Linked DNA regions of Mus musculus: regions 2, 3, 4, 5 and 6 are each linked to region 1. Evidence: chromatin contacts called from public HiChIP or PLAC-seq and promoter capture Hi-C data. All regions are on one chromosome and are shown on one strand. The core of a region is the stretch at or near the end of the contact, and the rest is flanking DNA. Distances in the headings are between cores, read along the strand shown.

Region 1 (2,959 bases), core at 312-2,811:
CCTACCGAGGGTTAGGCAAGTCCCCTTCTGGGTTGACATGAACAGATACCACTCCCACTAGAGAGGTCAGTGATGCTAGACTCAGGGAGCAGTCCCATCAAAGTCTAGCTTGGTGAACCAATGAGTTGACCGGGGTTGCTTAAGGGTTGGGGCTCACTCACAGTGCCATCGCTAGCTCAACGGCAGCTAGGTCAAAGGCACCTGAGTCCAGCTGGGTGGCCACTCAGAAAATCTGCATCCCTGGAGCTCCCAACACAACTAGCAGGCAGTGTCACTGAAGAGTCTCTGTTGTCCCAGCAACCCCTTACATCACCCACTACCTTGAAGAGGGCCTTCTAGAATCTTCCGAATCTCACGTCTGCCCCCCTCTTCAGTTTACAGCAAACAGCTACACAGTAGCAGTGAATGATCAGAATCCAGGGGTACCTCATTGTGTTAGTGTATTAATTCAAGAATCTTTTGATTATCAGTGAGATAAATTCCACTCAGGTTGGGTATGGCAAGATATGAACTTCATGGGAAGGCATCAAAACTAGAAACCCAGGAAGCAGAAGCTGGGATGTTAGTCAGCCATTTGTCTTTGAGCTCCTGTGTGTCAGTATCATTTTTTCTCCTAGTACATAGACTTGGCTTCTTCCACTTGACAGGAAATATGATTGCTGCAGCCATAGTTTGAACTGTGACTTACCTGGAATGGGGCTCCTTCTTAGTTATATACACAGAGAGAGAAATGGGGGGGGGGGAGGAGAGGGAGAAACACATATACATAAATAAAAAATAAAATCTTAAAGAAAGCTGGCTGGTGGTGATGGGACATGCCTTTAATCCCAGCACTTGGGAGGCAGAAGCAGGCAGATCTCCCTGTGCAACTGGAAACCAGCCTGGTCTACATAGTGCTTTCCAGGGTAGCCAGGGCTACATAATGAGTCTCTGTTTCAAAACAACAAACAATAAAATCCTCATAGCATTTAATCAAATAGGTACAGTACAGTGAAGGGGTCTTTTTAAAAAACAGATCTAGGGGCTGGTGAGATGGCTCAGTGGGTAAGAGCACCCGACTGCTCTTCCGAAGGTCCAAAGTTCAAATCCCAGCAACCACATGGTGGCTCACAACCACCCGTAATGAGATCTGATGTCCTCTTCTGGAGTGTCTGAAGACAGCTACAGTGTACTTACATATAATAAATAAATAATAAGTAAAAAACAGATCTAGAAGCCAGAAAGGTGCTCAAAGATCCTAAAATAGAGTAAGTGGGGATGAACTGAAAATTCTCGGCAGAAAAGGTGCCGAGCTGGAGCACAGAAAGGACCACAGCGGGTCCAGACCCGCACCACGGCCTCGCCAATTGCCGAGCCCCTGGGAAACCCAGGAAGGAGGCATTTCGTCGCCATGTCTGCAGCAAGGAGAACCAATGGATCCGTGGCGCCTCGCCAGGGTGGTTAGGAGATGACACCGGACCTACAAGGCTCTCGGGTCAAGCTGCGGGAGGAGGCAGTTCCTGCGCGGAGAACCGAACCGGCCCACGTGGGTCAGACCGCTCCGCCCAGCCGCGCAGACGCTGCTGGACTCCGCAGCCCGGGCTGGGGCTAGGGCCGCTGTGCCTGGACCAAGCAGCCGCGTCACCACGCGTGCACGCGCAGGTCCAGGAATCCCCCACCCTGCAGCGAGCAGGACCCGAGGGACCGTAGCAAGCCCCGCAGGAGCGGGCGCCTCTAGGCCGTGAGTCCGGGCCCTGATGGAGGGCTTGGGGCCCAGCCGCCGGAAAGCGGGTTAGGGAGCTGCCTCTGCAGAGATTAGGGTCGCAGAGCTCGGACCACTGCCAAGTCCGCCAATCCCCGTGCTACAGCCGCTCCCATGCCCCCATACTGTGGGTTAACTTGGGAAAATCCTGATCTTAGGATGTCTGCACTCATTTCACTGACTTTTTGAACCTGGATCCTTAGCCCCGCCCCACCCCAGCTTCCTTTGTGGCCAGATTTAGGACAAATTTTAAGAGAGGGAGAGGGAAAGAGAGTTGGAGGGGTGGGGTGGTGGTGGTGGTGGTGGTGGTGGTGGTGGTGGTGGTGGTGGTGGTGGTGGTGGTGGTGTCTTCAGGCCTTTTCTCACAAGCCAAAGGAGTGAAACATCTGTCCCAACCTCAGTCTCTCTTCATGACTTCTGCCCATTGCTGGGTGTGGGGAGGGTCGCTGCCACCCTATAGGGGAACCTTCTTAGTAGCTGCTTGATTGACTTAATAGTATGTCTCACTCACGAGGCCTCAGTTCTTCAAGTCATACAAATGTGGTCAGTAGCCGGGCATGGTGGCGCACGCCTTTGATCCCAGCACTCGGAAGGCAGAAGCAGGTGGATTTCTGAGTTTTCCAGACAGGGTTTCTCTGTGTAGCTCTTGCTATCCTGGAACTCGCTCTGTAGACCAGGGTGGTCTCAATCTCATGAGATCCGCCTGCCTCTGCCTCCCAAGCGCTGAGATTAAAGGCGTGCGCCGCCACCACTTAGCTTTTGTTCCTATTTCATAACTGTAATTTTGCTACTGTTATGAGACATCATGGAAATGTTTGTGGTTTTCTGTGGACTTATGAAATATACCTGTCTATATCTATACATCTGTATAGATGTAGACATATGTTCCTTTTACAAGTATTATTTGTTATTTAACAGGACATCTTTTTTAAAAAAAAATATTAGCATATCTGTGTGTGTGCATGTGTATGTATGCATGCATGCATGTGGGTGAACAGAGAGGCTGGGGGGTGGGGGCTGGTGTGAAGCCAGCGATGCCTACAGTTGTAAACCATCTGACTTGGGAACATGGGTCCTCTGGAAGAGCAACCAGTGCTCTTAACTGCTGAGCCATATCTCCAGCTCCTAAATTTATATTTTTAATTGAACGAGGGTCAGTGGAAAGGCTGTGGCAATCACCCAGGTCAAAATGACCAGGGCCAAAGGAGAGTTTGTCAA
Region 2 (2,959 bases), core at 191-2,690, 450 kb after region 1:
CATTAATTACCACTGGAAGTGTGCATGCTTGTAAGGGACTGTACTCATGATGCATGGCATGTGTGGAGAAGTCAGTCTTGGCCATTAATCTCAGGCTGGCAGGCTTGACTGCAAACACCTTTACTCACCAAGCCATTTTTCCGGGTTCTCAACATAGGAATTTTAAGTTGCATTTATTTATTTGTTTCGGGGTGGTAGAAACACACATATCAAGACAACCTATGGTAGTTCATTCTCTCCTCATACCATGTAGGGCCTGGCGATCAAACAGGTTATCGGATTTGGGGGCAAGAATCTTTACCCTCTGAGCCATCTCACTTGCCCTTTTCTTCTTCACAGAGTCTCCTTACATTTCAAAAAAAAAAAAAAAAAAATCCCAAAATAGGAGAGCTTGGAAGTCAGAGGAAGAAAGATCAGGAGTTCAAGGTAACTGTGAGCAACATGATAGCCAGTTTCAACCATCCCCAGAGCCAAAACAAACAAACAAACAAACAAACAAACAAATGTACAGTAATCTCTTACTATTGGTATGAGTTACCAGCAATGAACCACAGTCCAAATATGTTACTTGGGGGGCTGGCGAGATGGCTCAGTGGTTAAGAGCGCCGACTGCTCTTCCAAAGGTCCTGAGTTCAAATCCCAGCAACCACATGGTGGCTCACAACCATCCATAACGAAATCTGATGCCCTCTTATGGAGTATCTAAGGACAGCTACAGTGTACTTACATATAATAAATCTTAAAAAAAGAAAAGTTCCTTGGAAATATTTGGAAGTAACAATGTAACAAGTAACAATGTTCAAGGTCCTCTAACTAGCACTGTAGACTAAGAGATCCAATGGCCTCTGCCTCCCTGCCAGGATTAGAAAAATGGGCAGCCACCGCCAGCGCTAACCTGCAAATTTCACTCACAGAACTCTACAGATAAAACTATTTGCTTCTATCTCTCTCCAGCCCGATGTTTTTGTTTTTTGAATCCAGGTCTCATTAAGTAGCACTGATTGGCCTAGAACAGACTTTATAGAACAGCCTGGCTTCGAACTCAGAGAACCCCCTGCCACTCGTGTGATGGGATTAAAGGCAAGGGCCAACACACCCAATCTGTTTATGTCTGAAAAATACACTGCTTAATGGAAAGAGAGCCACAGGTGTAACGGAAGGCAGTTACAGAAAGAAGCCGCAAGAGACCAAACGCACCAAGCTCAGTCACCGCACAGAGGCCAGGACGCTAAGAAGCCTGGAGGCCGGGGGCACGACTCTCCTGACACTGTGGTCTTCCTACCTGTCGCGTCACCCTCCTCAGGACGGGAGAAATGCCGCCTCTCTCTGGAAAAGCGGGCCTGAGCGGCTCCACGAGGATGGCTGATCTGTCTCCAACTCAGCGGCGGGAAGCGCCCACTCGCATTTTGCCGTGCAAACAACCCCGCCGGCTCCGCCCCTCTCCCGGAGGCCTTTGCGGCTGAGCATGCGCACCGCGGTCCGCCTGGGGCGCGGAGGCGGGGGATGGACTAAGCAGGAGAGGTTGACGGGGCGGGTCAGGGGGGTTTAGTTTTAGGCTATCCTTAATGTCACCTTAGCTGCCCGTTTTTCGTTTTTTGTTTTGTTTTGTTTTTTGTTTTTTTTTGTTTTAAGACAGGGTCTCACTTATGTACCCCTGACTGTCCCGGAACTCACTATGCAGACCAAGCTGGTCTTGAACTTAGAGAGGTTCTCCTGACTCTGCCTCCCTAGTTCTGGTATTAAGGGAATATGTCATCACATGGGCATATTTGGGTCCTTAAAGGCAGGAGTGAGGGGGCACAGGCCTGTAAGATGAAGGTGTGTGGTTAAAAATTCAAAACCAACCTTATTTTACAAACGGAACAACAAAAGCTGGGGGATTGAGACAGAGCAACGAGATGACAGAGCCTATTAAGGAGTTTACCGCAAAGTCTGACTAGCAGGGTTCTGTCACTGGAATCCATTTAGTGGAAGAAGAGAACAGATACCTGCAAATTGCTCCTTGACCTCCGCAATGTGCACATAAACACAATAAATACATACATGCATACATAAATAAAATTAAGGGCTAATGCAACATTAGTGACTCAGATGTTGAGTTACAACTTTAAAAACATGGTTGTAAATAGTCTCAGAAAAAGAGGAATGAAAAAGTAGGGACAGATGGGTATAGCTAAAGAATTAAGGAGGGAGCAGATCATTTTGATTATTTCTAAGTTTTTTTGTTTTTTTTTTTTGGTTTTTCGAGATAGGGTTTCTCTATAGCCTTGACTGTCTTGGAACTCACTTTGTAGACCAGGCTGGCCTCGAACTCAGAAATCCACCTGCCTCTGCCTCCGGAGTGCTAGGATTAAAGGCGTGTGCCACCACGCCCGGCTTCTAAGTCTTAATAGTAAAGAAAAATATAAAGTTTAATGATCTATTCATCTTGTCTTTGACCATAACTTCCATCTATCTTTTCTCTCTCTTTCTTTCTTTCTTTCTTTCTTTCTTTCTTTCTTTCTTTCTTTCTTTCTTTCTCTCTCTCTCTCTCTCTCTCTCTCTCTCTCTCTCTCTTTCCTTCCTTCCTTCCTTTCTTTTCTTTTCTTTTTTTTTTTTTGAGACACTGTTTCTCTGTGTATCCCTGGTTGTCCTGGAACTCACTCTATAGACCAGGCTGGCCTCAAATTCAGAGATTCTCTGCCCTCCAAGACTGGCTCTCACCTCTTCCTTCCTTCCTTCCTTCCTTCCTTCCTTCCTTCCTTCCTTCCTCCCTCCCTCCCTTCCTTCCTTTGAGACAGAATCTCACTGTGTAGACAGGCCTAGAGCTCAGAGAGATTTGCCTGTTTCTGCCTTCTGAGAGCTTGGAATTAAAGGTATGTAGGAATTAAAGGTATGTACCACCATAGCCTTCACTTGCTCTACGCACTCTCCTCTCTCCCCCTCCCCCCTTCTCTCTCTCTCTCTCTTTTTTGTTTTT
Region 3 (2,959 bases), core at 138-2,637, 400 kb after region 1:
ATGCATATAATTTAAATGTGTGTGTGTGTGTACGCATGCACACGTGTGTAGCTATTAACTCAGCATTTTACCTAGCATTAGTGAGGCTCTAGATTTGAAACTAATGTCAAAAAAAAGTTTGTAATTATTCATAAGACATCTTTGTCTGCTTTGTTTGTTTTTTTTTGGTATTTTTTAAAGATTTTATATATATATAAAATATATATATACTGTCACTATCTTCATACACACCAGAAGAGGGCATCTGATCCCATTGCAGATGGTGGGGAGCCACCAAGTGGTTGCTGGGAATTGAACTCAGGACCTCTGGAAGAGCAGTCAGTGCTCTTAACCACTGAGTCATCTCTCCAGCCCAGGATGTTTTGTTTTGTTTTGTTTTAAAGAAATCGGGTATAGGCAATTCCTTGAGAAGATAGAGAACAGCCCAAAGGAATTTTTTTTATGGAATTGGTTAAAACATCAAGTAAAAGATTAGAAGTATTACTGTTTTAGATTTAAAGGTGAGAAGGGCCAGGCTGATTCCACGACAGGTTTCAAATTGACAATTAAGGAGACTCTGCCTAAATCGCTGTTTTCAAGAACTGGACAATTCCAGGCAAGTCCAGGCCTCAGAAGCTGCCCCACCACCTAGCCTGAGGCAAGGACAATGGGTCAGCAGCAGTTTCCAGACTTCCTCAGCTGCTTCCTCAGCAACAGTTTCCAGACCTCTCCAGCAAGTTTCCAGCCCCCACAACCTGGTAATGGAATGTCTACAGAAATGACCCAGCCGATTAACATAAAGGTCCACTATCACAGAACCCTCTAATGTGCTTTAAATCAGGTCTGCAAGCTCACTTGGTTGTTTCTCTATCTTGGTAATGGAGAGACCCCAGCATGCTGGACTTCAGCAGAATAAAACACTCTTTGCTGCCTTTATTTGAGTCTGGGGTGTCATTGTTTAGGGAATCAAGGACCCTTACAATGATTTTGTGTTAGCATTCTGTCTAAGCTCCATCCCAGTTACCTGGCAACAGCCAGGTACGCTTCTCCCCACAGTTTATCTAGGATCAAAAGTTACAGATTTATGCGACTGTGGTAATTTCCTTTAAAGAGAGGGATTGCAAGAAAAGATAGAAGAGAGGCCACTTGCTTCTGGTCCCTGATGAGGGAGGGAACCGGCAGAGTAGAAACTGTGACCCCAAAGGGATAGGTGATGTGCTTGTATTCAGTCTGGTTTTACAAAGACGCTGCTCAGAGTTTCAGGACATGAGCACCTAGAGGAATCAGCTCTTACCAAAGCACTGTGGCCAATTGTGCAAAGCAGCCTGAGCAGGCAGATCCTCCAGCTCGCTCGAATCCTCTCCCCTAGGGCGCTGAGCAGGCAGCCAGCACGTGGCTCACTCGCTCTAAAATTCAGCACTGGGAAGAAGGCTTGGGGGAGGGGCGGAGGTTGGCTCGCGGGGCTGCAAGCCAAACCTCTTTGGGGATCTTTTCCGGAAAACCCACTTAACACTCTTTCTTTCCCTCCTCGGTCTTCTTTTACCTCTGCCCTCTTAGATTTGTGTTTGTTTAGAATAATTCAACCCCCTCTTTTTGTACTCGGCCCCTCCCTGCTGTCCGCCATCAATCCTGAGGCCGGTGGGCAGCCTGGGTCTGTGGGAGGGATTCGCAAAGATGCTGGCGAGGAAAGAGATGCAATTAATCCAGGCCGTGAAAGAGTGTGGGGTTCGGGAAGAAACGCCTGCCCACGGTCACTCACCTGAGTAATTTGCCTGGAACAACTAACTCTAAAGATTACATTGTGTAAGTCATCCATTATGCTGGAACAACAGAGAGGCTTAATGCAACCCCAGAGTAACTCATTTAGATGCTCTCTTCAGCTAACACTGCCTTGCCTTGAACACAGGCAACAACAGGACTTATACTTACCCGGAGTCTTCGTGCGTGAGCATTTTTCAGATGATGGAAAAACCGATTCTGAATCTGTCTTCTCATTTCTTTATTAGTATGAGCGCCAAGAGAAGGGAGATGCTGCATTTAGAACTCATCTGTTGAGTACCTAAAATTCCCTAGGCCTGGGGACCACAGCCTTTCCTAAAACTATTAGCGTCTAGCCTTCACAATAACGCTGTGAGGGAGTTACTTACGGTCGCCATTGTTGTGAGGTGAGGGAAACAAACGGAAGGAAGAACAGTCGGTCCTTTAATTATCGCACCTTCGGAAAGACTGTTAAAATTCAAAGTCACACTTTGGCTACAGGATGAGTTCATGCCCAACCAGGGCTTAGTGCGTCCGTCTCAAGAAGTAAAAAGAAGGCAGAGGCTATATAGAAGGCACAACAGTTGCCCAGCATGTAGGAGGACCTAGCTTCAGTCTTAGTGTTGGAGAAAGTGAAGTTAGGCTGGGGATGGCTCATGGGTTAAGAGCATGTATTTGTTCTTCCTGATGATTCCCCAGCACCAGGGTCAAGCATGGGAAAAACTCCCTGGAACTCCATCTCCTCAGGCACCGACATTCACATGCAAATACCTACACACCAGCACACAGACATGCACATATACACATGATTGACATAAAAAATATAAAGTGAGACTCATAACTTAGGGTTTGAATTTTTTTATTTTACATAAGTACTCTGTAGCTGTTTTCAGACACACCAGAAGAGGGCATCAGGTCCCACTGTAGGTGGTTGTGAGCTACTATGTGGTTGCTGGGAATTGAATGCAGGATCTCTGGAAAAGCAGTCTGCTCTTAACTGCTGAGCAATCTCTCCAGCTCCAAATTTATCTTTTCTTTTCTTTCTTTCCTTTGACACAGGTTTTCTTTCTTTCTTTCTTCTCTCTCTCTCTCTCTCTCTCTCTCTCTTTCTCTTTCTGCCTTTCTTTCTCTTTCTTTTCTTTTCTTTCCTTTTCTTTCTTTTTTCAAGACAGGGTTTCTCTGTATAGCCCTGGCTGTCCTGGAACTCACTTTGTAGACCAGG
Region 4 (2,959 bases), core at 178-2,677, 360 kb after region 1:
ATGCATCTTTGAATAGACATTTATGCTGAATGAAAAAGCATTTTTGGTTAAGATTCATGTTTTAAGCAGCTTGGTTTAACAACTAACTCATCATTTGGAGACCATTTCCAAAAGGAAAACTCCTGATAGGAAACTTAACAAACTTGATGCTTAACATGCTGGGTGAGGGGAAGTTTAAAAAAAAAGCCTTGAAAAACATTACTCAGTGGATAGTATTGTTCTCCATCTGAAGAAAATGAATCACAACTAAATTAAAAATAAAAAAAGTTTCAAGACAAACTTTTAAACGGCTTACAACTCCTGTGTAGACAAGGCTTTACCTAGGGCAGGCAAGGCTGGCTGGGTACATCCTAAGGACAAAACTTGTCACTCTTCCACGTTACTAACTGCAGGTAAAGAATGCTAGACTATAACACATCCGTGGCTATCAGAACACATTCCCCCAACTTCAAGACGACAACCCCACTTCTTCTAAGGTGAAGAGAGCACCATGTCCACTTTGGGGCTTGATAACGGTCAAGGGGGAGGGGAGTGGAGGCAGGAAGATGAATTGGCTCCGGGGTTCCCGCAGCACCCTCCCGGTTACTCCTCAGGAAACGACCAATCCTCCACGACTTCTTCCCGCCACCTCTACCCCCACCTGACCTCTCCCCAGAGAAACTTCCATAGACTCCCTTTTCCTCGAGGATGCAGAAGCGGAGTCTGACACCTTGCGTCTCCCAGGCTCCCCCCCCCCCCGAATACGCACCACCACCCACACGCCGGCAAAGGGAGGGGAGCCAAGCGGACCACGGCCCCCGCCCCTCCCCCTCCCCGCCGGCCACCGAGCTTTGTCCCACCTGCCGAGGGGACCCCGGTGCCGCCTCGGGCCGCCCCTCCCTCCGGCCGTCGACCACCGCGCCACCCGTGAGCTCCGGGCTGCTCGGGGCCGGCCGCGCCCCGCCCCCCGCCCGCCCGCCCGCCCGCCTGCCCGCAGCCCGCAGCCCGCAGACGGCCCGCGGCCTCACCTCACCTACCCTCTTTCGGGGGCCGGTCTCCACCTCCCGCTCCGCCATGTTGGGCCCCGCTCGGAACCGCGGCGGCTCCCGGCGCGGCGGCCGCGGCCCCTCTCGGCCCCCGCCCACACTGCAGACACCGGCGCTTCACCCGCTGCGGTTCGGTCCCCCTCGGCCCCCGCCGGGCCTGGCGCGGGAGTGACGAGGGGGGCGGAGGCCCGCGCGCTTAGCCGCAGCTCCTGGGGTCCCACGGGCGGGCGCGTGGGCGCAAGGGCCTGCCGGGGCAGGGGGGCCGGGACTCGGGGGGTTAATGGCCTCCAAGGGGCCCCGTGAGGAGGATTATTTTCTCTCAGAGAAATTCCTCCGCCAGTGGTTTTCTTAAAGGGATCTCCAAACCAGCCCCTTGCGCGCGCCCCTGATGCGCAGGCGCGCCACAAGCCCCTCCTCCCTTTCCCACCAAGCCCCCGGTCCTGAGCGTGCGCGGTGAGTGGCCCAGGCTAGGCCTAATCCTGTTAGTCTCTTTGCTGCCAGCAGCTGCTCCCACCACTCAACTATGGCCGCTCCCTTAAAGGGACCATGACGAAGGGATGATGTCAGAATGAAAGATCTTAATGGAAGGACTATCTGGTGAAATGTCAGTGAGGGGTTCACATCACCACCCTACACCTGACTACAGAGATATTGCCAAAAGGAGAGAACCCTGATGAGCCAAAGTTCTCAGTGACCCTATGAACATGAAGAATCCCAACCAAGAAGAAAACAAGACTGTTATCTGAAGGAGAAACCAACAGCTTGTCAAGTAAAGGGCGTCGACTCTCAAGGAACAACTTCCAACCTTAAAACCAGATCCACTGGTAGTGTTGAAGGCAGAACCAATAACTGAAGACAATTTCCTCAATACCTGCTTGCCATTAGAATACTAAAATGAAAAAGGATCTTAGAAACCATCTACTCCATTGCTTTCAAAGTTAACATTGCCAGTATGGTCATTTGAAATAAATTAATTTACCTCAAGATATCGAGTGGCTGGTGAGGAGCTAGAACACAGTCTGGAATTGCATTCCTCCAGGATTCTGAACACACAAAACTGTCGTCAAGGCAAAAGAACATAAAATGTCAAGAGTCTTGATAGTTCAAGAACATGGCTGCTCTCCTGAGAAGTTTCATGGTGATGACCTGCAACTGCTGTGTGCCATCATTTGCCTCCACTGAAGGAATTTGAGGGTCTGACTTAAAGAATAGGAGCTTGAACTGTCAAGGCAGGAAATCCAAGGGTAGGCACTATCTTCCCTGAAGCACAACGAAGCCAAAGATAATGAGAGCTGAAGTCCCCTCTTGGATTCTTAATGAAGACATAGGCACAACAGACAGACATATAGTAAAAAATACAAGGAAATTAGTTTAGGTTGGTTGGAGTTGGGTTGGTTGGAGTTGGATTGGTTGGAGTTGGGTTGGTTGGAGCTAGGTTGCTATGTAACCCAGAGTGGCCTGAAACTGCTGGTCTTCCTGCCTTGACCAAGTGCTTGGACTGCTGGTATACTAGGAAATCCCCAAAGAACTAATTAAAAAAAATGTTTAAGTCTCTGAAGAGTTGTTATTCTCCATGGCAATACAAGGGGACCCAGAGCTCCTCTGCTCACAGGGTGAAAGTTGCTCTACAGCTGTACTTCTGTGTGTAAGTCAGTAGCTCTTTGAACCCAGGAACATTGGCTGAACACTGAAATGGCTGAAAGTTTCCATGCTGGTCCTTGATTCTCCCTTGGGCCTGTTATCTTTTGTTTCACTTATGGGTAGAACAAAAAGAAACATGTTCACTTCTGCCAGATAATGTTTTTTTTTTCATATCCTAGACTCTTTCCTTACATGTCCAAAGCAAAAAACAAATAGAAAGGTTAAGAAAATATGTTTTCAGGGATTGTAGTTAAATATAAGACTGGATGGTTTCCACCTTTTTATGGGCTGTA
Region 5 (2,959 bases), core at 271-2,770, 330 kb after region 1:
CTGGCATCTTCTTCTGCTGTGTCTGAAGTCAGCTACAGTGAACTTATGTATAATAATAAATAAATCTAAAAAAAAAAAAAAAGAAATTATGGCCGGGCATGGTGGCGCACGGCTTTAATCCCAGCACTCGGGAAGCAGAGGCAGGCAGATTTCTGAGTTCGAGGCCTGCCTGGTCTACAGAGTGAGTTCCAGGACAGCCAGGGCTATACAGAGAAACCCTGTCACCAAAAAAAAAAAAAAAAAAAAAAAAAAAGTTTCTAGCCAGGTAGTGCTGGCTCATGCCTATAATCCCAGCACTTGGGAGACAGAGGCAGGCCGATCTGTGAGTTTGAGGCTAGCCTGGTCTACAGAGAAAGTTCCAAGTCAGACAGTGCTACATGGAAAAAACATATCTTGAAAAATCAAAAGCATTTATCTCCTCAATTATATGTTTACAGGTTGTTTGCCTATGTGTACATATGTGTGCTGTGCATATTCATAGATGCCGGAGAGGGTGCTGGAAACCAAACCCAACTCCTCTGGGAAATATCAAGGACTTTCAAGAGCTGAGCCATCTCTTAAGCCCCAAGTTTGTTTGGTTTTTTTTTTTTTTTTGAGATAGTTTACTCATACTACAGTTCTAGTCGGACTGCAGCACACTATGTAGTACAGGCAGACCTTTATAACTTATAGTCCTCCTGCTTCAGCATCCCAAACACTGACCTAGCATTTACACCTATTTCTGAATTGCAAAGAATTCAACTTGCAAAACCAAAGAACTAAAAGGAACTAAGCATGTCTCAGTGGTTAAAGGAACTAAGCAATGTCTCAGTGGTTAAGTGCATTTGCACAGGTCCAGGGTTTAGTTCCTAGTACCTAAGTCAGGTGGCTCACACAGTCTGTAACTACAGAGGATCTAAGTATCTGACCTCTCTGGTCACCTATATTCACAATGCATACATCCCAAACACATACAGTATGGGATGCATATGTCCCATACACATACAGTATGTAGAGACAGATGGATCTCTATGAGTTTGAGGCCAGCCCAGTATATACAGTGACTTCCAGACACCCAGGACTATGTAGAAATAATTAATCTCAAAAGTAGTAGTAGTAGTAGTAGTAGTAGTAGTAGTAGTAGTAGTAGTAGTAGCAGTAGCAATAGCAGTACTAGTAGTAGTAGTAGTAGTAGTAGTAGTAGTAGTAGTAAAATAAAAAATACACTTTTAAAGAAACTGACTTGAATAAGTTACTGAACAGAAATAAAATTAAGTTACTAAGAAGTTTTTTTTTGTTTTGTTTGTTTGCCTTTTGTTTGTTGTTGTTGTTGTTTGGTTTTTCGAGACAGGTTTTCTCTGTGCAGTCCTGGTTGTCCTGGAACTCACTCTGTAGACCAGGCTGGCCTCGAACTCAGAAATCTGCCTGCCTCTGCCTCCCAAGTGCTGGGATTAAAGGCGTGCCCCACCACCGCCCAGTGCCTTTTGTTTTTTTGAGACAGAGTTTCTCTGTATAACCTTGGCTATACTAGAATTCACTCTGTAAACCAGGCTGCTGACCTTGCTTGCACTCATGGTGACCTGCTAGGATTAAAAGTGTGCACCACCACTGCTCAGCTTACTATGAAATATTTTAAAGAGTGTTATTGTATAACAATGTCCTAAAACATTCAGTCTCACTGTTTGAATTACAGAGGTGGGTGGGGAGGGTGCACTGGAATTTAGTTACCCATGGAGATGAGAGGCACAGGATATTTTAATTAGAGAACATCTCTCTGGTCTCTACAGAGAAGTGAAGACTCAAGATGTTCTAAATGGAGTCTCTGTACTGGGGAAGTTAACAATTCAGGAGCTTCATCAAATCCCTAAAACACATCAGATATACTAGACCCCTACTCTCTACCTCACGGTAAGCATAAGAACTACTCTTGCTGGGCAGTGGTGGCGCATGCCTTTAATCCCAGCACTCAGGAGGCAGAGGCAGGCAGATTTCTGAGTTCGAGGCCAGCCTGGTCTACAGAGTGAGCTGCAGGACAGCCAGGGCTACACAGAGAAGCCCTGTCTCGAAAAACCAAAAAAGAAAAAACAGAAACTAGCCAGGCTGCCTGGAAACAAAACAAAACAAACTTTCTACCTACTGAGGGGCTTGCTTACAAGCACTGAAGTGAGCTCCAGGTGACCTTGAGTGTCACCCACGCTGGGGTAGGATGTTGAGAATACCATTTCTGCTGAAAAGGGAGGGAGGGAGGGAGAGAGGGAGGGAGGGAGGGAGGGAGGGAGGGAAGAAGACAATTCATTTGTTAGGTGATGGATGGATGGATGGATGGATGGACAGACAGACAGAAAGGAAAATTCATGCTCTAAGTTAAGACTGGTGGTATCCATTTGCAGACTATCACCAGTTCTCTATCTGGGGTGAATAGACATTTATTCACTAGTGGTACATAAGTATTAACCATTATCAGTTTCTGTAGTTGTTGACACAGTGTCAATATTTAATAGATCACCTCAATTTATTTTCTTTCTTTCTTTCTCTCTCTCTCTCTCTCTCTCTCTCTCTCTCTCTCTCTCTCTCTCTCTCTCTCTCTTTCTTATGTTTTTCTGTTTTACAAGACAGGGTAGCCGAGCGTGGTGGCACACACCTTTAATCCCAGCACTTGGGAGGCAGAGGCAAGCAGTTCTGAGTTTCTGAGTTCAAGGCTAGCCTGGTATACAAAGTAAGTTCCAGGACATCCAGGGCTATACAGAGAAACCCTGTCTCGAAAAACCAAAAAACAAAAACAAACAAACAAACAAAAACAAGACAGGGTGCTTGTCCTGGAATCATTTGTAGACCAGCTTGGCCTCAAACTCACAAAGATCTGCCTACCTCTGCCTCCTAAGTACTAGGATTAAAGGAGTGCACCACCATGCCCAGCTAGCATAGCTCAATTTTAAGAACAAATACAATTTAAAAACATTTTTTAAGGCTGAGTATGTGG
Region 6 (2,959 bases), core at 317-2,816, 260 kb after region 1:
ATGATGGTAGTATTTCTAAAGCTAAAGGAGCAAGTGAAAACAAGCTAATATGTATGGTGCACACATACCAACTATTCAGAGTTTAGATTTAGAAAATTTAAGTCCTCACATTTCCACTATGTAATTTATTCTTAAAAGTAATAACGATTGGGAGAACTTAATATTGATGTAAATTAAGAGCGTCTTTGTGTGTATATATGCCATATGAGCATGATGGCATAGAGCTGTGACTGCAACTCTCAGAAAGGCTGACTTAAGAGGACTGAGGTCAAGGATAGCCTGAGCTACTATATAGTAAGGTTTTAAAAAAACCAAAACCGCTGGGTGGTGGTGGCGCACGCCTTTAATCCCAGCACTTGGGAAGCAGGCGGATTTCTGAGTTCAAGGCCAGCCTGGTCTACAGAGTTCCAGGACAGCCAGGGCTACACAGAGAAACCCTGTCTGGAAAAAAACAAAACAAACAAACAAACAAACAAAACCAAACATAAACCAAAAGTTTAATTTTTAGTTCTAGAATAGCAGGATTTTTCAGATACTGAAGACATGGAGTCATTTAGTCTCTTTCTGAAATACATGACCATAATCCACTTACTGAAGCTGCTACTACTGACCCAGGTCTACAGTACTAATAACGGCCTACTTTAGGTCGGCTTCTGAGTTATTTCAGAATTTTAGAACTGACTAAAAGATGCTAACCAAATCAAGATGCTCCTGTAAAAAACAAAAAGTCCAATAGATTAAAGCTAAGCATGTTTCTTTTAACTGTTAATTGTTGACTGATAGCTGGAAATAGTGAGCTTATCACCATGGTTACAGATTTAAATACTCTGGTAAGTTTTAAATGTAGATTATTTGGGAATCTACCCAACTAAATCGGGGGGTGGGGAGGGGGAAACACTACACAATATTTTTAAAAATTTTTATTTATTTATTATATATACAATGTTCTGTCTGCACGTATGCCTACACACCATAAGAGGGTACCAGATCTCATTACAGATGGTTGTGAGCTACCATGTGGTTGTTGGGATTTGAACTCAGGACCTCTGGAAGAGCAGACAGTGCTCTGAACCTCTGAACCATCTCGCCATCCCGGCACTATACAATTAAGTCAGCATTTCTAACTTAAGTTAATAAAATTAAAATGAACCAAAAAGTCTCCTATTTTGAGAGCTTGTAACATACTCAGAAACAGAAAAATATTAAAACGTTAAAGAAGTTTCAGTGTGCCCTCCATGACCTTCAGTGATAACCATCTTTGCACTTCAAACAGAAACCTCATCTACCAACAGCACACCTGGCTCTGACTCCGGCTTCTGTAAAGGCGGGAAGAACCTCAGGTACGTCATCTTGGTGCTGTACTTCAGAGTCCTGGTCCGGCGCATCACGTGGGCAAAGGACAGCTTCAAGTGCTCAGTAACATTCCTTAGTTGGAAGTATTTGGTATTGAAAAAAAGGAGGGTGTTTAACAGGACAATGGGCGAGTAAGCGCCCAGCTGTTTGCACTCCCACAGATGCTCTTCTTCAATGCGGGAGAACATGTAACCTAGACAGGGCGGAGAAGAACAAAGAGAGCCATGTAATCTCCACTTGTACAAGCGGAGCACAGTAAGGCGCTGACTGCTCTCCCACCTCTTCTCTATGCAGCAAACAGAAGCAGCACCAGGAAGAACAGCACTCCAACGGGACGGCCCAGCTCTACCCTGTACTCTTTTATCTTTCCCAAGAAGGCCACTTTCTCTCAACAATAAGGCTTATTTATAGATATTTGAATTCATGCAATTTTCATATCACAAAATATTTTTCTTTCAAGTTTCTAACCATTTAAAAATACGAAGATGGGGAAGTGAAAGGGAGGAGAGGAGGGAGATGGGATTAGGATGTAAATAAATAAATAATTAAAAACCTTTTTTTTTTTTAAAGCTCAGACTACAGAACCAGGACGAAGTCAGCTTTGGTCCATGGGAAATGAAGCAGCTACTGCCCAGACCATCACGCTTACCTTTTAGCAAGATGGACTCTCCCGCCCTCCCTCTCATTCCTAACTTGAACTAACAGTCCTATGCACCTCGGGACTAACTAGGATCTGTATTGAAAAGGTCAAGGTCTTAACAAACTGCCCTGCTCCTTGGAGAGGATTCTTCATGTCCCTCATTCAGGTCTAACCCAATGCTCTCTTTTTATCTTCTCTGTTGCTGCTTCTGTATTCTATTCTTGGAGATCATCCCTAAACATGACTTTATTACTTCCAAATATATGTTGCCAGCCTTCTCTCAAACAGTGTGTGGCTCAGAATGCTCCAAAGGTTCTCCAGAGCTCAAGAGAAGGGCACAGTCATGGCTATCGCCCTCACTTCTCCAGTCGCAGCCTGAGAGCTGGGGTGAACCACAGACTTTTCTAACAACATTGGTTAAAAATTCAACGATAAAACAAGCACAGATCACCAGCATTCTGAAAAGATCATCTGTGCATGGAACGCATCTGAGTTGATCCGTAGTGACCAGTATGTAGGTTCCATGATACTACCAGATAAAACATTCCTACAAATACAACAATAATTGAGTATGTTTTGAGTTGTATATTAGTCTCATACACTGTTGACAGTTGCATTTTACTAAAATGCTCAACAATAAATCTAAGATTTTCTCCTTAAAAGCTGAACTGTATTACATCAAAACAGATTATATTGCAATATATGAAATACTTTTAAAAAAATCAATTTATACAAGTATATCATAAAATAATTAAAAATAATACCCTTACCATTAGGAAGTATTGTAGGTTCCCATATTTTCAAGAGTTTGGTAAGTTCAATCATAAATCTGGAATAGGGCTCCGTAAAAATGTTATCTATTCTACCATTTTCAAATAGGTACTAAAAAATAAAAGAAAGAACACATACTGGTGTAAAGAAAGTTCAAGTTTAGAACACATCTAAGAAATGGTTTTGTCCCTTACA

Evidence for each region. Promoter capture Hi-C pulls out the DNA fragments that hold promoters and counts their contacts. HiChIP or PLAC-seq counts read pairs in DNA pulled down with a chosen protein or histone mark.
Region 2: a FOXA1 HiChIP or PLAC-seq map of pancreatic cancer cells shows a contact between it and region 1. The contact joins the promoter of Zmym1 here to the promoter of 5730409E04Rik in region 1. A contact is called at or near these places in 1 of 484 Hi-C or Micro-C datasets (embryonic stem cells), 1 of 115 datasets of contacts at active chromatin or transcription factors (pancreatic cancer cells) and 1 of 9 other capture datasets (embryonic stem cells).
Region 3: a contact with region 1 is called in an H3K27ac HiChIP or PLAC-seq map of embryonic stem cells, with 2.4 times the contacts expected there. The contact joins the enhancer-like site here to the promoter of 5730409E04Rik in region 1. A contact is called at or near these places in 2 of 15 datasets of contacts at CTCF or cohesin (embryonic stem cells and large pre-B cells), 7 of 484 Hi-C or Micro-C datasets (the G1E-ER4 cell line, the HL-1 cell line and embryonic stem cells), 7 of 115 datasets of contacts at active chromatin or transcription factors (bone marrow-derived macrophages, embryonic midbrain, embryonic stem cells and 2 more) and 1 of 9 other capture datasets (adipose tissue).
Region 4: a promoter capture Hi-C map of embryonic stem cells shows a contact between it and region 1, with 2.8 times the contacts expected there. The contact joins the promoter of Zmym4 here to the promoter of 5730409E04Rik in region 1. A contact is called at or near these places in 11 of 39 promoter capture datasets (the 3T3-L1 cell line, the C10 cell line, embryonic stem cells and 4 more), 8 of 484 Hi-C or Micro-C datasets (CD4 T cells, the G1E-ER4 cell line, embryonic stem cells and 3 more), 8 of 115 datasets of contacts at active chromatin or transcription factors (bone marrow-derived macrophages, embryonic forebrain, embryonic stem cells and 3 more) and 5 of 9 other capture datasets (adipose tissue, embryonic stem cells, liver and 2 more).
Region 5: an H3K27ac HiChIP or PLAC-seq map of embryonic stem cells shows a contact between it and region 1, with 2.8 times the contacts expected there. The contact joins the enhancer-like site here to the promoter of 5730409E04Rik in region 1. A contact is called at or near these places in 8 of 39 promoter capture datasets (embryonic stem cells, frontonasal cranial neural crest, hematopoietic stem and progenitor cells and 4 more), 1 of 484 Hi-C or Micro-C datasets (nephron progenitors), 2 of 115 datasets of contacts at active chromatin or transcription factors (embryonic midbrain and embryonic stem cells) and 1 of 9 other capture datasets (embryonic stem cells).
Region 6: an H3K27ac HiChIP or PLAC-seq map of embryonic stem cells shows a contact between it and region 1, with 3 times the contacts expected there. The contact joins the enhancer-like site here to the promoter of 5730409E04Rik in region 1. A contact is called at or near these places in 20 of 39 promoter capture datasets (the 3T3-L1 cell line, 3T3-L1-derived adipocytes, the C10 cell line and 13 more), 1 of 15 datasets of contacts at CTCF or cohesin (stem cell-derived epiblast-like cells), 9 of 484 Hi-C or Micro-C datasets (the C2C12 cell line, the G1E-ER4 cell line, bone marrow-derived macrophages and 3 more), 18 of 115 datasets of contacts at active chromatin or transcription factors (T-cell acute lymphoblastic leukemia, bone marrow-derived macrophages, cardiomyocytes and 12 more) and 4 of 9 other capture datasets (adipose tissue, embryonic stem cells, liver and 1 more).

What each region holds. Positions count from the first base shown.
Region 1 is chr4:126,608,293-126,611,251 of GRCm38.p6, forward strand. It overlaps 5730409E04Rik (RIKEN cDNA 5730409E04Rik gene), which reads left to right and starts at 1,562. Exons shown (of 2, transcript NM_001145950.1): 1 at 1,562-1,720.
Region 2 is chr4:127,059,714-127,062,672 of GRCm38.p6, forward strand. Zmym1 (zinc finger, MYM domain containing 1) reads right to left here and starts at 1,441. Exons shown (of 8, transcript NM_026670.5): 1 at 1,283-1,441.
Region 3 is chr4:127,003,909-127,006,867 of GRCm38.p6, forward strand. No RefSeq gene overlaps it. Among named protein-coding and RNA genes, the nearest start is that of Sfpq, 16 kb to the right of the region's middle. Within about 2 kb of position 1,388, at least 68 of the 459 cell types and tissues checked have an H3K27ac peak or open chromatin away from gene starts, as enhancers often do. A contact at or near this core is called in embryonic stem cells, where this site is marked.
Region 4 is chr4:126,966,800-126,969,758 of GRCm38.p6, forward strand. It overlaps Zmym4 (zinc finger, MYM-type 4), which reads right to left and starts at 1,428. Exons shown (of 30, transcript NM_001114399.2): 1 at 1,017-1,428. The coding sequence starts at 1,055.
Region 5 is chr4:126,941,476-126,944,434 of GRCm38.p6, forward strand. All of the region lies in intron 2 of Zmym4 (zinc finger, MYM-type 4), which reads right to left. Among named protein-coding and RNA genes, the nearest start is that of Zmym4, 25 kb to the right of the region's middle. Within about 2 kb of position 1,521, at least 7 of the 459 cell types and tissues checked have an H3K27ac peak or open chromatin away from gene starts, as enhancers often do. A contact at or near this core is called in embryonic stem cells, where this site is marked.
Region 6 is chr4:126,867,420-126,870,378 of GRCm38.p6, forward strand. Zmym4 (zinc finger, MYM-type 4) reads right to left here. Exons shown (of 30, transcript NM_001114399.2): 27 at 2,764-2,875; 28 at 1,298-1,546. It also overlaps a transcript of AU040320 not described here. Among named protein-coding and RNA genes, the nearest start is that of Gm25604, 7.8 kb to the left of the region's middle. Within about 2 kb of position 1,567, at least 6 of the 459 cell types and tissues checked have an H3K27ac peak or open chromatin away from gene starts, as enhancers often do. A contact at or near this core is called in embryonic stem cells, where this site is marked.